Regions from separate parts of the Oryctolagus cuniculus genome. Here region 2 is linked to region 1. A link is a contact called in public Micro-C data. All regions are on one chromosome and are shown on one strand. The core of a region is the stretch at or near the end of the contact, and the rest is flanking DNA. Distances in the headings are between cores, read along the strand shown. Region 1 overlaps SLC9A6 (solute carrier family 9 member A6). Region 2 overlaps FHL1 (four and a half LIM domains 1).

Region 1 (6,151 bases), core at 1,582-4,081:
CCTTCTGGCTTTGCACAGACATTTATTTGTATGGGTTTCTTTTTCCACTATACTGTTGGAGAACCAGGAGACTGAAGGTAGGTTTTGTATTCTTCAAGAAAGCAATGGTCAAAACAGTTGCCTACTAAACTGAAGTTACTCATGTTCATACTATAATTTTTTTCTCAATGATCTTATGATCAGCTGGTGCCATAGCTCATTTGGCTAATCCTCCGCCTGCGGCACCAGCACCCCAGGTTCTAGTCCCAGTTGGGGCAGTGGGTACTAGTCCCGGTTGCTCCTCTTCCAGTCCAGCTCTCTGCTGTGGCCCGGGAGGGCAGTGGAGGATGGCCCAAGTGCTTGGGTCTCTGCAACCACATGGGAGACCGGGAGGAAGTACCTGGCTCCTGGCTTTGGATCAGCACAGCGCCGGCCGTAGTAGCCATTAGGGGAGTAAACCAACGGAAGGAAGACCTTTCTCTCTGTCTCTTTCTCACTGTCTATAACTCTTTCTCTCACTGTCTAACTCTGCCTGGCAAAAAAATTAAAAAAAAAGGATACTTATGATCAAAGTTGTACCATATCCGGAAAAGCCAAGCACTCTCTGCTTTGGTAGTTCTCCTTTCATTTTCAGGAACACCCTGCAGACAGGTAATATATAAATCAGTATATAAATCAGTATATACACAAAGATACAACCACATTTATTTAAAACTATCAGAAACAGAATAAGAATTCGTTCCAATGTGGATAATATTAGAAATCTAGTAGCATGGTGCCAGCTCTGTGGTGTAGCGGGTTAAGCCGCCACCTGCAGCACTTGCATCCCATATGGGCACAGGTTTGAATCCCAGCTGCTCCACTTCTGGTACAGGTCCCTGCTGGCGCTCCTGGGAAAGCAGCAGAGGATGACCCAAGTACTTGAGCTCCTGTACCCACACAGGAGACCCTGAAGAAGCTCCTGGCTCCTAGCTTCAGATCGGCCCAGCTCCAACTGCTGTGGCCATTTGGGGAGTGAACCAGTGGATGGAAGATCTCTCTCTCTCTCTCTCTCTCTCTCCCTCCCTCCCTCCCTCTCTCTGTGGGTGTGGGTGTGTGTCTGTAACTCTGTCTTTTAAATAAATCAATCAATCTTAAAAAAGAAATGTAATAGCATGTATTTTTAAGCTTTGGAATAAGAAACTGAAATATTATTCTGAATACCTCTATTACTCAGGTGGCTTGATAATTTGTGACTGTACTGTCATTTTTAAAAATCTGTGTGTAGTAATTCACCTCCTAAATCTGAAAGAGTTCATTCTTCCAGGCACTTTAAATAAGAAACATCACATCAACATCCTTGAGAGTTGTCATGAGTATCAAAAGTAGCCAGTTTTTTCAAAGTTGCTACAATGTTCTTAGAACACTAGCAAAATGAAAACAAGTAGGGAAATTTAGTAAGGCTGACTGGTTAGGAGGGAAAATGAACATAGTAAGCAGGCATCTTTTAAAATAGCTTCCAAAAGTAAATCTATGTCCCTATTTGTAATAGGATGTAGTCAGTAATGCAGTTCTGTGTTTTGGTTCCAGTTTCAGCTCATTAACATTAGTTTATATACATCCTTTTCCCTCTCTGGACCCAAACTTCTTCAGGTATAAAATCTAAGGTTTAGAGACTTCTCAAGGCTGTTCCTAACACCAATATTCACTAACAATGAATAGCTCCACAAATAGCACAGAGTTTAGATGTCCCTCCTAGTCCTCAAAATAAAAGACTCTTTACCCCCAACATGTATCCACACACAGGCAACATAAAAACATCTGAGCACACTGTATAGGCTTACAAGAGCCCAAAACCACCTGAATTGTCGATTACTTTTTCACATCGTTAGGCGTAGTTTGTGTGTCTCCACTGCTGGAAAATCAATTTATCAATAGCTCTCACAGTGGCCTCACCACATGAACACCTGATACCCATACCCCCCATTCCATACTTACTATAATGTTCCTCTGTGCTTCCTAGTGGACATGCAAAATTATTGAGTAAACAGAATAACCAACACATTTAAACAGTTTTTAAGGCAAGCAAAAATTGATGTTTTTCTGTATGTTACAACTGGTACCCATATACCTGGCGCTCTCTCTGTCGCTCCATTTCTCCCCTGTGGTGACAGAGGTGACAGAGGTGGTAGTTTTATACAGACAGTGGTCAAGCATTTGTCTTGTGACCTCTGTGGTGATTTGATTCTTGTTTTGGTACAGGAGTGGAGGCACTGAGGAACCAGTTCCCCTGGGACTCTATTCCTGCAGCATGGCATAACGAGAACTTACCCAGCCTGGTTTGTGCAAGCTTTCAAGCCCATGAAATTCTACTTTAAGGTTCTGACCACAAAAGAGGCATGTACTTACTATATCACATACACACAAATTTACTCATCACTCAACAGCTGACAAAATTAGCGCTTAGGAAATGAACCCGATAAACATTTTTTTGAAACATACCCTAAAGACACATATACTGGGGCTAGCTTCAGTTAAGACAAAGAATTGTGTTTTGAAAGTGTTTTGAGACACTTTCCATTTTCAAAAAGCTACTTTGTGTGAGTTCTCATCTAACATCTAGTACAGTCACGTATTCAGTGGGGCTCAGAAGTCAGTAAAAAAGGGGGATGGAAAATACCAGAAAAGGGTTGTCAGTTCAGAGAGGCAGTCAGTTACACTGCAGTCAGTCCAACAGGCTCAGGTTCACTGAGAAACAGAGACGTGGAAGGAAGGAAGCAAGGAAATGTGGCCAACACTGAGGCACAGAGTAAGAAAGTGTGTTCCCCTAGTACAAGCAGGGAAGACTGGGTCAAGCTCCTAGGCAGTTCTCAAGGGCAGCTGCTGGTCATCCAAACTGAAAGTTATACAGGAAGAGCAGCTGGAGTGAGGCTTACATCAGAGACAAGGCTTCATGCGCACACCAAAGTGGAAAAAGGCTCCTCGTGCCAGAGCAGTCACTTGAAAACCCAGAAGCACTTAACAGACTACTCTCCTCTGGGGCAAAGGCCAGGATGGTGCACAGATAGGAAAGGTATCACCTTTGATATCCACATGCCACCTAAAATTTGGTTCTGTCTGTATAGCGCAGTGACAAATGCCAGGAATGATGTAAGTTAAAAGCTGAGGCAAACAGCTTAGGATCTAAACAGTAGTGTGAAGTCTACCGTAGAATGTTTTCTTTCCAAATGACCACACATTCAACAGAAATGCCAGGGACAACACAAATGCATATTTACCAAATGTTCTTGGTCTGAATCAACACCAACCCTAAAGGAAAAAACACAAAGAGCAAATGAGATTTTGAAACCATGAAAAGGTCTATCTACAAAAGTATACTTGGCCAGCAACTACCATTCCCAACACAGAAGCTATGTAGAACAGTTAATAGCTTCTTGCTTCTCTGCTGTTGTCGATGTAGATTTTTGGCTCCTGCTACTTTCCTTAGCAACAGCTTGGATTCTAAGGCAAGCAGAGTATACTAATGATCCTCTTGCTGAAATCTCACTACTGGTTTCAGAAAAACAACATTTTCTTCCCTGAATTTAAGTCTACTTTAAGCAGACTCAGGGAGAACACTGCCTCTACTGCTGAATAAGAATGACTACGTAGATCTAAAATCAAGGCTGCCACAATGGAATTCTGGGAGGGTGCTGCATGTTTTCGGACCTTGGCACTCTCATGGCAACATTCTGTTATGACGACTGAAGAGAGGGTCCAATTACAATTTTCCCATTGAATAGACAGACATTAGTCTTGGTTCTTCATAATTTAAAAATATGTTTTCCATAGCCCAGGAAAGAACTTCATTAAGAAATTCTCTTTGGATCTGTGATTGTGGTGAAGCAGGTTAAGCTGCCACCTACAAGCCAGCATCCCATATTACAGTGTTGGTTTGAATCCCAGCAACTCTGATTCCACTCTAGCTCCCTGCAAATGTGCCTGGGAAATCAGCAGAAGATGGCACAAATACTTGGGCCCCTGACATTCACATGAGAGACCTGGATGGAGTTCCAGGCTCCTGGCTTTGACTTGGCCCAGCCCCAGTTGTTGTGGCCATTAATGGAGTGAACAAGCAGATGGAAGATTTCTTTCTCTCTGTCTCTCTCTTTCTCTGTTGTTCTGCCTTTCAAATAACAAACAAATCTCTTTTTAAAAGGGAGGGGGTAGTGTGGCACATCAGGTTAAGTCACCACATACAGCGTCAGCATCCCTATCAGAGTGCTGGTTCCAGTCCCAGCTGCACTGCTTCCAATCCAGCTCTCTGCTGATGCGCCTGGGAAAGCAGCAGAAGATGGCCCTACGTTGGGCGCCTATCATCCATATATGGGAGACCCAGATGGAGTTCCTGGCTCCTGGCATCAGCCTGGAACTGAGAGTTCCCAGTCCTAGCCACTGTGGCCATTTGGGGAGTGAAACAGTGAATGGAAGAACTCTTTGTCTTTCCTCTCTCTGTCACTCTTTCAAATAAACAAAATAAATGTTTAAAAAGATAATTAAAAGTTCTCTTAGACACCTTTGTAGCCCTTAAACACAGGAATTATCAACTGTTCTTTCTTCCTCTGTTTCTCAGGTGTTTTCTCTCCTGGCCATCCCAGGCACTCCAGGGCAGGGACTCATTCTGACTCACAAAGTCAGCTGCATAAGGTTCTCCTAGCTGCCCGGCTTCCAAAGAGCTAGCTTCTAAAGCACAGAACTCACTGGGTTCCTCCTTTGACAACACTCTGAGGGTGGCTTACATCCCACAGGGCCAAATCTGTAGGTCTTTATGTGGCACTCAAGACTCTGTATAAAACGAGAGCCTCCTCACTGCAACACACCTTGGTACACTCACTTCCCCAAATTCTCTCTACATTCCTTATACTAGTCATATTCATCCACCCCTCTCCTCAGACCTGTCCTCCCCTGAGCTTCCATGCCTTTGGGCTGCTATTCCCTCAGCTGACATGAGCTTGCCTTCAATTTTCTGTCCTACTTGTTTTTCAAGTTCCAATATTTCTATGTCCCACCAAGCAGAATCATTTTGTCCTCTGTGCTTTCACAGCACTTCCTAGAGTTCTTTCTTAAAATGCTTAGTATAGTAGAGTTATTTACCTGTCAGTCTCCCCAAAAAGACTGTGAGCTCCTTGAGGGTAAAGGCCATGTCTCAATTCATCTCTGTATCCCCAGAGTCTAGCACAGTACCTGACACACAATAGGTGCTCAAAAGTTTATCTATTAAGTTAAGTACTGCAGACAACACAGAAAAAACAGCAGCATGAGAAGCTGTACCAGTAGCATCCCAGAATACAATTAACACCACAGGGGGAAAACTGGAAGACAAGGGAATCACAGTCAGGTATTTGGAAACAGAAGGCCATGACCAGATTCATAATCCAAAGAAAGGCTCATTTTTTTCTTTGTTAAAATGGCCAAGAAGCTGTTTAATATCTTCTTAGTCACATCAAATGCTAACATCATCTATGCATCTCAAGTGACATCTAGTGGTCTTGCAGAAAGCACACTTGTAATACTTAGATGGAACATTATCAGAAGCCAGTGCAATTGAATAACATTTATAGAGCACTTATTATTTGCCAGGCACTGTACTAGGCACAGGGCATAGACATGAATTAAACATGGCCCCTGTACTCCAGGAGCTCAGAGACCAGTGAGGGAAACGGACAGAACTACAGCATAATCCCTAAGGACTCGCTATCAGAGAGTACTGTGTTCAAATCTGGACTCAACTGGCTTTGGCTGTGAGAACTCAGCCAAGTTATGCAGCCCTATGAATTGCAATCCCATCACCTAGAAAACGGGGCTAATATCCACCAGAGTTGCTACAAGGACTAAATGAGAAAAGGTATTAAAATATTGTAGGGGGCCGGCGTTGTGGTGTAGCAGGTAAAGCTGCCACCTTCAATGTCAGCATCCCACATGGGTGCTGGTTCCAGTCCCGGCTGTTCCACTTCCAATCCAGCTCTCTGCTATGGCCTGGGAAAGCAGAAGATGGCCCAAGTCCTTGAGCCCCTGCTCCCACATGGGGGACCTAGAAGAAGCTCCTGGTTCCTGGCTTCAGGTCAGCCCAGCTCCAGTTGTTGCAGTCATCTGGGGAGTGAACCAGTAGATGGAAGACCTCTCCTCTCTCTCTGCCTCTGCCTCTGCCTCTCTG
Region 2 (6,041 bases), core at 2,493-4,992, 170 kb before region 1:
CTCAGATAGCTAGATCCACTTTCTTCATTGGTTTAAGGCTTTTCAGGCTAATTCCTCCAGGGAAACACACAAGAGGATGATCCACAATCTGAAATACCCCCGCTCCCATTTTTTGCCAAGAAGCTGTGAATTAATTCTTAGCTGGCTAATGTTAGCTCCAAAGGGGTCCTGCGCTTTGCTCTCATTACCCTGTGCATGGGGCCCATCAAAGCCAACATCCCCTCCTCCCTCCCATGCCTTTAGCTGAAAGGCATCGGCGGAAGCCTTACAGAGCCTCCAGTGAAAGGAGAGTTTGCCAGTCTCCTATCACACTGGGCTCCCTGTGCCATCCAGAAATGACCACATGAGTGTGACTGAGGTGGGTGACCCCCGCTCATGAGCCTCAGAGGTTAAACATTGCTGCTGGTGTGGGGCCTTGAGCTAGAAGCAGTGGCAGCTGGGGAGCCACGATGCCAGGCCAGCCTCCTCCTCCACCCGTGCCACCCCAGCCCTCAGCCCTAATTGAAGGGCAAGGGCACAAATGGGTAGTCTCCCCACAAGTTCCCCCACAAGGAGGAACACGGGCCTGCTCAAGGCCACGCGATGGCAGTTGAAGGTATGGCCGTGTTCGGCGTGGATCCTGCACACTCCAGAGGGCGACTTCTCTTCCAAGGAGAGGAGATTCCCTCCCTGCTCTCCGGCAGCCCGGCCAGGAAAGTTCATGCTTTTTTTGTAAGGGGGCGTGAAAATCTGGGAGATGGAGGTGGGTTCAGAGTACTTTCAGGGTCTTGTTTTTTCCCATTGGATCACAGCAATGTTCCAGTTGTGTTCGGTTGATTAGCCCTATGCTGCATGCAATGGCACTGAGGCTAGAAGATCCTCGTGAACTATGGAGAAGTGGCATTGTGGTGTGTGGGTCAAAAGCCTCACCTTTAGCCATTGCCCTGGACGGGAATAAAGGACAGGAGGCGAGTTAGTCATATGCTGCTTTATTTGTCAGGATACACGGAAAACATTAGATGATAACAGCCAATGACAGAATGGCGCGATGAGGCATCAGCTTCTCTACACACTCCTACGAGAATGTGAATATGCATTGTCGTTACATGTTTATTTCTGATATTGTCTCATTACACTATGTAAGATAGAATGTGGAATACAGTAAGGAGGCGTTCCTGCATTCAGGGAAGTGGTAGGTGGAAATCCGGTTCCGCCCGTGAGGACGCTGGCCTCTCCACTCCCCCAGAGATCCAGCTAAGCTCTTGAGGAAAAGTCCTAGGAATCACAAAAGCAGGGACTTTGCAGTCCTCTTTAACACACGGACAAAGAGCAGACAACTACTATGTTACAAGGGAATCAAACGCATCACATCCATATTACATCCATGTTGACATCAGTTGTGGCGCCTGCTCAGCTACCCCGCCTGCGCCACCTTGGCGCTTACTTCTGTAGGGTGAATGTCAAAGCTGCAGGAGCGCGTGAGGGGGCTAAGATATTTTTCATGCAACTTTTCAAACCCATACTCTAGTTTGCTATCCATTAAAACGAAAAAAAAAATTAGTTAAAAAAAATGAAAAGGGCAGCAGGGTTAGTATCATTAAGCTTCCAGAAGTATTCAGCGTCACGGCGCTGCTCTGAAACAGGCTCGTTTTCTCAGATCTGCCTGCACCTCCCAAATCACCTGCACATCCCAGGCTTTAAAGTAGGAACGCTCAGCAAACATTGCCCCCGCGGGCCAATCAAAGGTTAGTGTAGGGGGAAACGGTCAGTTGGGAATTACAGCTAAGTTCAATTGTTAAATGCTCTGGAAATTCATATTCGTCATCTGAAAGCACAAAAGAACAGAAAGGGAGGTAAGAGTTTTGCTGAGGAAGTGAAACCATGCATTTCCGCTAGTTCTCTTTCTGCTCCCGTCAGAGGGTGAGCAGTGAGTTGGAGCAGCTGCTGCAACTCTGCCATGTCAGGTCGCATGACTACCGGGGTGCCCGGCTGAGCCCGGACAGGCATCTCCGCAGGGGCTTTAGCGCGTATGCTTCTTGCTTACATCACTAAGCGGCTAAATGGTTATTAGCACTGTTCTGCTCTATGATAAACATGCAGAAGAGTCAATCTAGCTAACGTGTTTTCTAATGGCAGCTGGCGCGAAATGAACTTTGCTGCACCGTTTGCTTCTTGCTAAATCCTAGTGTGATCACGATGTGCCTTTATTGGAGAAACACTACTGTAAAATGGCAGAAAAGACAGAAGGAGCAACTTCAAACAGGTGGAAGGCCACTCTTTCCCTATTGATGGTGTAGGGCAGAGTGCAAGGACACAAAGAACATGATTCAACTTCCATTTTACAGCACAGGAGCCCCTGGCAAGTTACAGCTTTTTGGCACAGTCGGGGCAGTACACTTGCTCCTGGTGAAAGACAAAGCGCTTGTTGGCCAGATTCACGGAGCATTTTTTGCAGTGGAAGCAGTAGTCGTGCCAGGATTGTCCTTCATAGGCCACCACACTGGCGCCTTTACCAAACCCTGTGGAAAAACAAAAGAGAACAAGAGAGACAGCTGCATGAATCAAGGTGAGGAAGCCGCGACTGCGAGAGATAAAAGGACGACTTGCCCCCGTCGCAGAGCCGCAAGCACACAGAGCCAGTGTCTGCCCAGCTCCCAGCAACCGCCCCCCCAACTCCACCGCGCACTGTCCCCCATGCCGCTACACCGCCGCTGTCCCCCGCGCCGCCACTGTCCCCCATGCCGCCGCCGCAACCCTGCTACGGCTCCCCAGGACCTGAGAAGATGCCGGAGCTCAGCCAAAGGCTTCCCTGATTTAAAAAACCCACGTTCCCACGCCACCACTATCGCCCTAAGTCGCGCACGGACCTCCCAGCATAACCAGTTTCTTTGATTTAGGTCAGGGCCATGGCATCAAAGTGGCCACCAGGAGGCAAACTTGGGCTGTTTGTAGGGTGTGCACTTACCGGGCCTCGAGGAGCTGCTAAGCTTCGATTTTTTCTATAAAGAACCACCACCCACGAGGGACAAGTCCTCTCTCCACCCGGATGCCTGCCCCGGAGGTTGGCGCTGGGAAACAGGGTGAGAGGCAAGCGTTTCCCGTGGCACACTGGGGGCTTCCTAGCTTTAGAGACTGGGTGGCTCACTCTTGACACAGTCCTTTTCCCTGAGGATGGCAAAAGTCTTCTCAAATGTACATTTCAAGGCTCCCCGGGGGAGATGGGAACATTGGAGGCAGGGGAAAGGGCCCAGGGCACGTGGATCGCGGCCGCGAGATGAGGAATGAAGTGATTAGCTTTGTTTCTGATCGCAAAAACAAAAAAAATTAAAAAAAAAACCCTGCCAACAGGCACCCCTGAGCTAGCCCTTCAGCTACGGGGTGTTAGAATCCCAGGTTATGGCTCCCCAGCCTGGCCCTCCCCCTCCCCCCTCCTCCAACCCTTCCTCCTCCCCTTCTCTCCCCCCACTCCCTCTCCTCAAAAATCTCCTCCCCCTGAACCCACCCCTCTGAATCCTCCACTCCCAACCAGCAATCCTCCCCATCCCACCTCCAGTCTTTCCCCACCCCCACCCCCACCCCCACACAGTGCACTGCCTGCCTGTGGCCCGATGGGTCTCAGGCTTGTGAATTCGCGGCCTTGTTAGTTAGTCAGCAGTAGTTGGGAAGTGTTCTGTATTGCGAAGGCTAACTTGGCTTGATGGGAGATCCAAACTATTTGGGGGCCTTTGGGACCACAATGACAGGGGGAGAAGGGCATTCTGTGGGGCCTTTGTGGATGAAACCGACGACATAGGAAAATGAGAGATGGTTACCATGCGCAAAACCTAGCCTGGCAGACTTAGCAAGGACTCTTTAAGCCTACCAGTGATGGGGTTCTTGCATCCAGCACACTTCTTGGCCACAAAGTTCTTGTAGCAATCCACGCAGTAATACTGGTCCTCCACAGCGGTGAAACGCTGCCCAGCCAGCTTCTTAGAGCAGGTAACACACACAAAGCAATCGGCATGCCAGGGCTGATCCTGGTAAGTGATTCCTCCAGATGTGATGGCCTAGACCAGGGAGTGTAGCACCGGATTCAGATTCAACAACCTTTCTGTTGAATGCCTACTATGTGCCAGGCACTGTGCTGGGCGCTTTGGTAGACAGTATCTCATTTAATCGCCACAACAGCCATGGGAGGCGGGGGCTATTATTATCCCCGAGTTACAGATGAAGACACTGAGGCCTGCAGGAGAGCCCCTTTGCGAGGTCACACAGCAACTGAGCAGTAGAGGCAAGCCTCTGGAGCCAGGTTGTGTGGCTCAGAGTTCTGTGCAAACCGCCCGCGCCAGCTCAGTGAGGGTGCACCCTCACAGCCCGACTGGGCCATGACACTTTGTAATCCCTACAGTCTCCTCATCTGTGAAACGAGACTAATAATAATTCCTACGTCACAGGGCTGTCGTGAGGATGGAATGGGATAGTGTGTGTGCAAGTGCTCTGCAAACTGTCAGACACTTCTCGAAACAAGTCAGCAAAGAACTCCCTGGAAAACGTACCTTGTTGCACTTCACGCAATGCTTCGCAAACTTGGTCTCGTGGCAAGTCACGCAGTAGAAGTCCTCCCCTTTAGGGAAGAAGCTTCCAGTCCCGATGACTTGCTTGCAGTTGCTGCAGGTGAAGCAGTCCTTGTGCCAGATGGTCCCCTTGTACTCCACGTTTTGATCTCCTGCAGGGGGAAACAACCAGATAGCCCCACTGACAGGCTCTGCAGGGGGCTGCATCCACTCAGCTCCCCCTCCCCCAGCCCTCCAGAGGTGAGGGGATGCAGGCCCTGCAATCAGTGGCCTCCTGCCCCCCAAGTCACCTACCCAGGTGCTACTTGCGCTACTGCCAACCCAGGATTCTGTCGTGGGCGGGGCCCCCCACAGTGTTTTAGGACAAGATGGCTGACTCCCAGTTCCCCCACCTCTACAACCCTGTGTGGATGCAGAGACTCCACGGGGAGCTGCCTGACCCACAATCACGTCCTGACCAAGCCGCATGCTCTGATCCCTTTCTACACCCAAATGAGAAAGCGCTACCTACTTTTCACTTCCTTCTCTTGCCACAGGCTGTTCTCGCCAGTGTTCTTAGTCTCCGAGTGTGTGCGTGTGTGCGAGCATATATGTGTACGCATACATATGGGCATGTATATGTGTACATATATATGCTAGAACCTCAAAGCAGCTCACAGCAAACGTTAGCCCCACTGTGACAAGCCATCCTGCATCACGTCTGCCCGCAGGGCCTCCTCCCTGGCAGCCCGGAGTGGAACGGGAACAGTACCTGCCACGATGGCCTTGAAACAGCCCTTGCACTTGGGGGAGTCCTCACGAGTGGCGCACTTGTTGCAGTAAATCTTGTTGTCCTTGGCCACAAAGGTCTCACTAGCCAAGGAGCGAAGGCACTTGGCACAGCGGAAGCAGGTGTCGTGCCAGTATCGGTTCTTATAGTGCACCTCCTGGAAACCAAGAGGAACAGGCAGACCACTGAGAGCATGGCCAGGGTCCCTGGCAGTGGCTGAATGCCTCGGGGCTGACTCCTGAGATCACACAGTCCTTTATAACTGGGAGTAGCCGGAGGTGGCTGCTCTACGTTCTAGTCCCAGCACCCCGCACCCCCACCCCGCAGAACAGCACACAAAGGCTTGAGCAATGGAAAGGGGCTGCCACAAGGCCTCAAGATGGCTGCAGTGACAAGAACTAATGACAGGCAGCTGCTGTCCTACTTGCACGGAAAGCCCAGCCTGTCCTGACTGCATGTGAGGACAACCGTTACCTTGGAGTCCGCACCAATGGGCTTGCGGCATTCTGCACAGGTGTTGGCACAGAACTTGTCAAAGCACTTCAGGCAGCAGTGGTGGCCATCCTTCTGCACGTACTTCTTCCCCTGCAAAGGGTCCCTGCAGTAGTGGCAGTCAAACTTCTCAGCCATGGTGCCTACCTTGTAGCTCGAGGGACCTGTGGGAGCAAGTGAGCAGAACAAATGACCTCCAGAAATGCTGGGGCACTCTGCCGCCTGGATTCCCAGAGGCAGCTGGG

The links. Hi-C and Micro-C count contacts between places; a contact is called where the count stands out from the background.
Region 2: a Micro-C map of ear pinna shows a contact between it and region 1, with 5 times the contacts expected there. The contact joins two enhancer-like sites. A contact is called at or near these places in 4 of 6 Hi-C or Micro-C datasets (ear pinna, embryonic fibroblasts, psoas muscle and 1 more).

The regions. Positions count from the first base shown.
Region 1 is chrX:113,854,106-113,860,256 of mOryCun1.1, reverse strand. SLC9A6 (solute carrier family 9 member A6) reads right to left here. Exons shown (of 17, transcript XM_070066929.1): 14 at 3,237-3,267; 15 at 541-620. Among named protein-coding and RNA genes, the nearest start is that of SLC9A6, 43 kb to the right of the region's middle. Within about 2 kb of position 2,831, at least 1 of the 8 cell types and tissues checked has an H3K27ac peak or open chromatin away from gene starts, as enhancers often do.
Region 2 is chrX:114,021,217-114,027,257 of mOryCun1.1, reverse strand. FHL1 (four and a half LIM domains 1) reads right to left here. Exons shown (of 7, transcript XM_070066941.1): 3 at 5,779-5,960; 4 at 5,287-5,461; 5 at 4,518-4,687; 6 at 3,842-4,028; 7 at 953-2,498. The coding sequence starts at 5,934. The coding sequence ends at 2,344. Among named protein-coding and RNA genes, the nearest start is that of MAP7D3, 42 kb to the left of the region's middle. Within about 2 kb of position 3,742, at least 1 of the 8 cell types and tissues checked has an H3K27ac peak or open chromatin away from gene starts, as enhancers often do.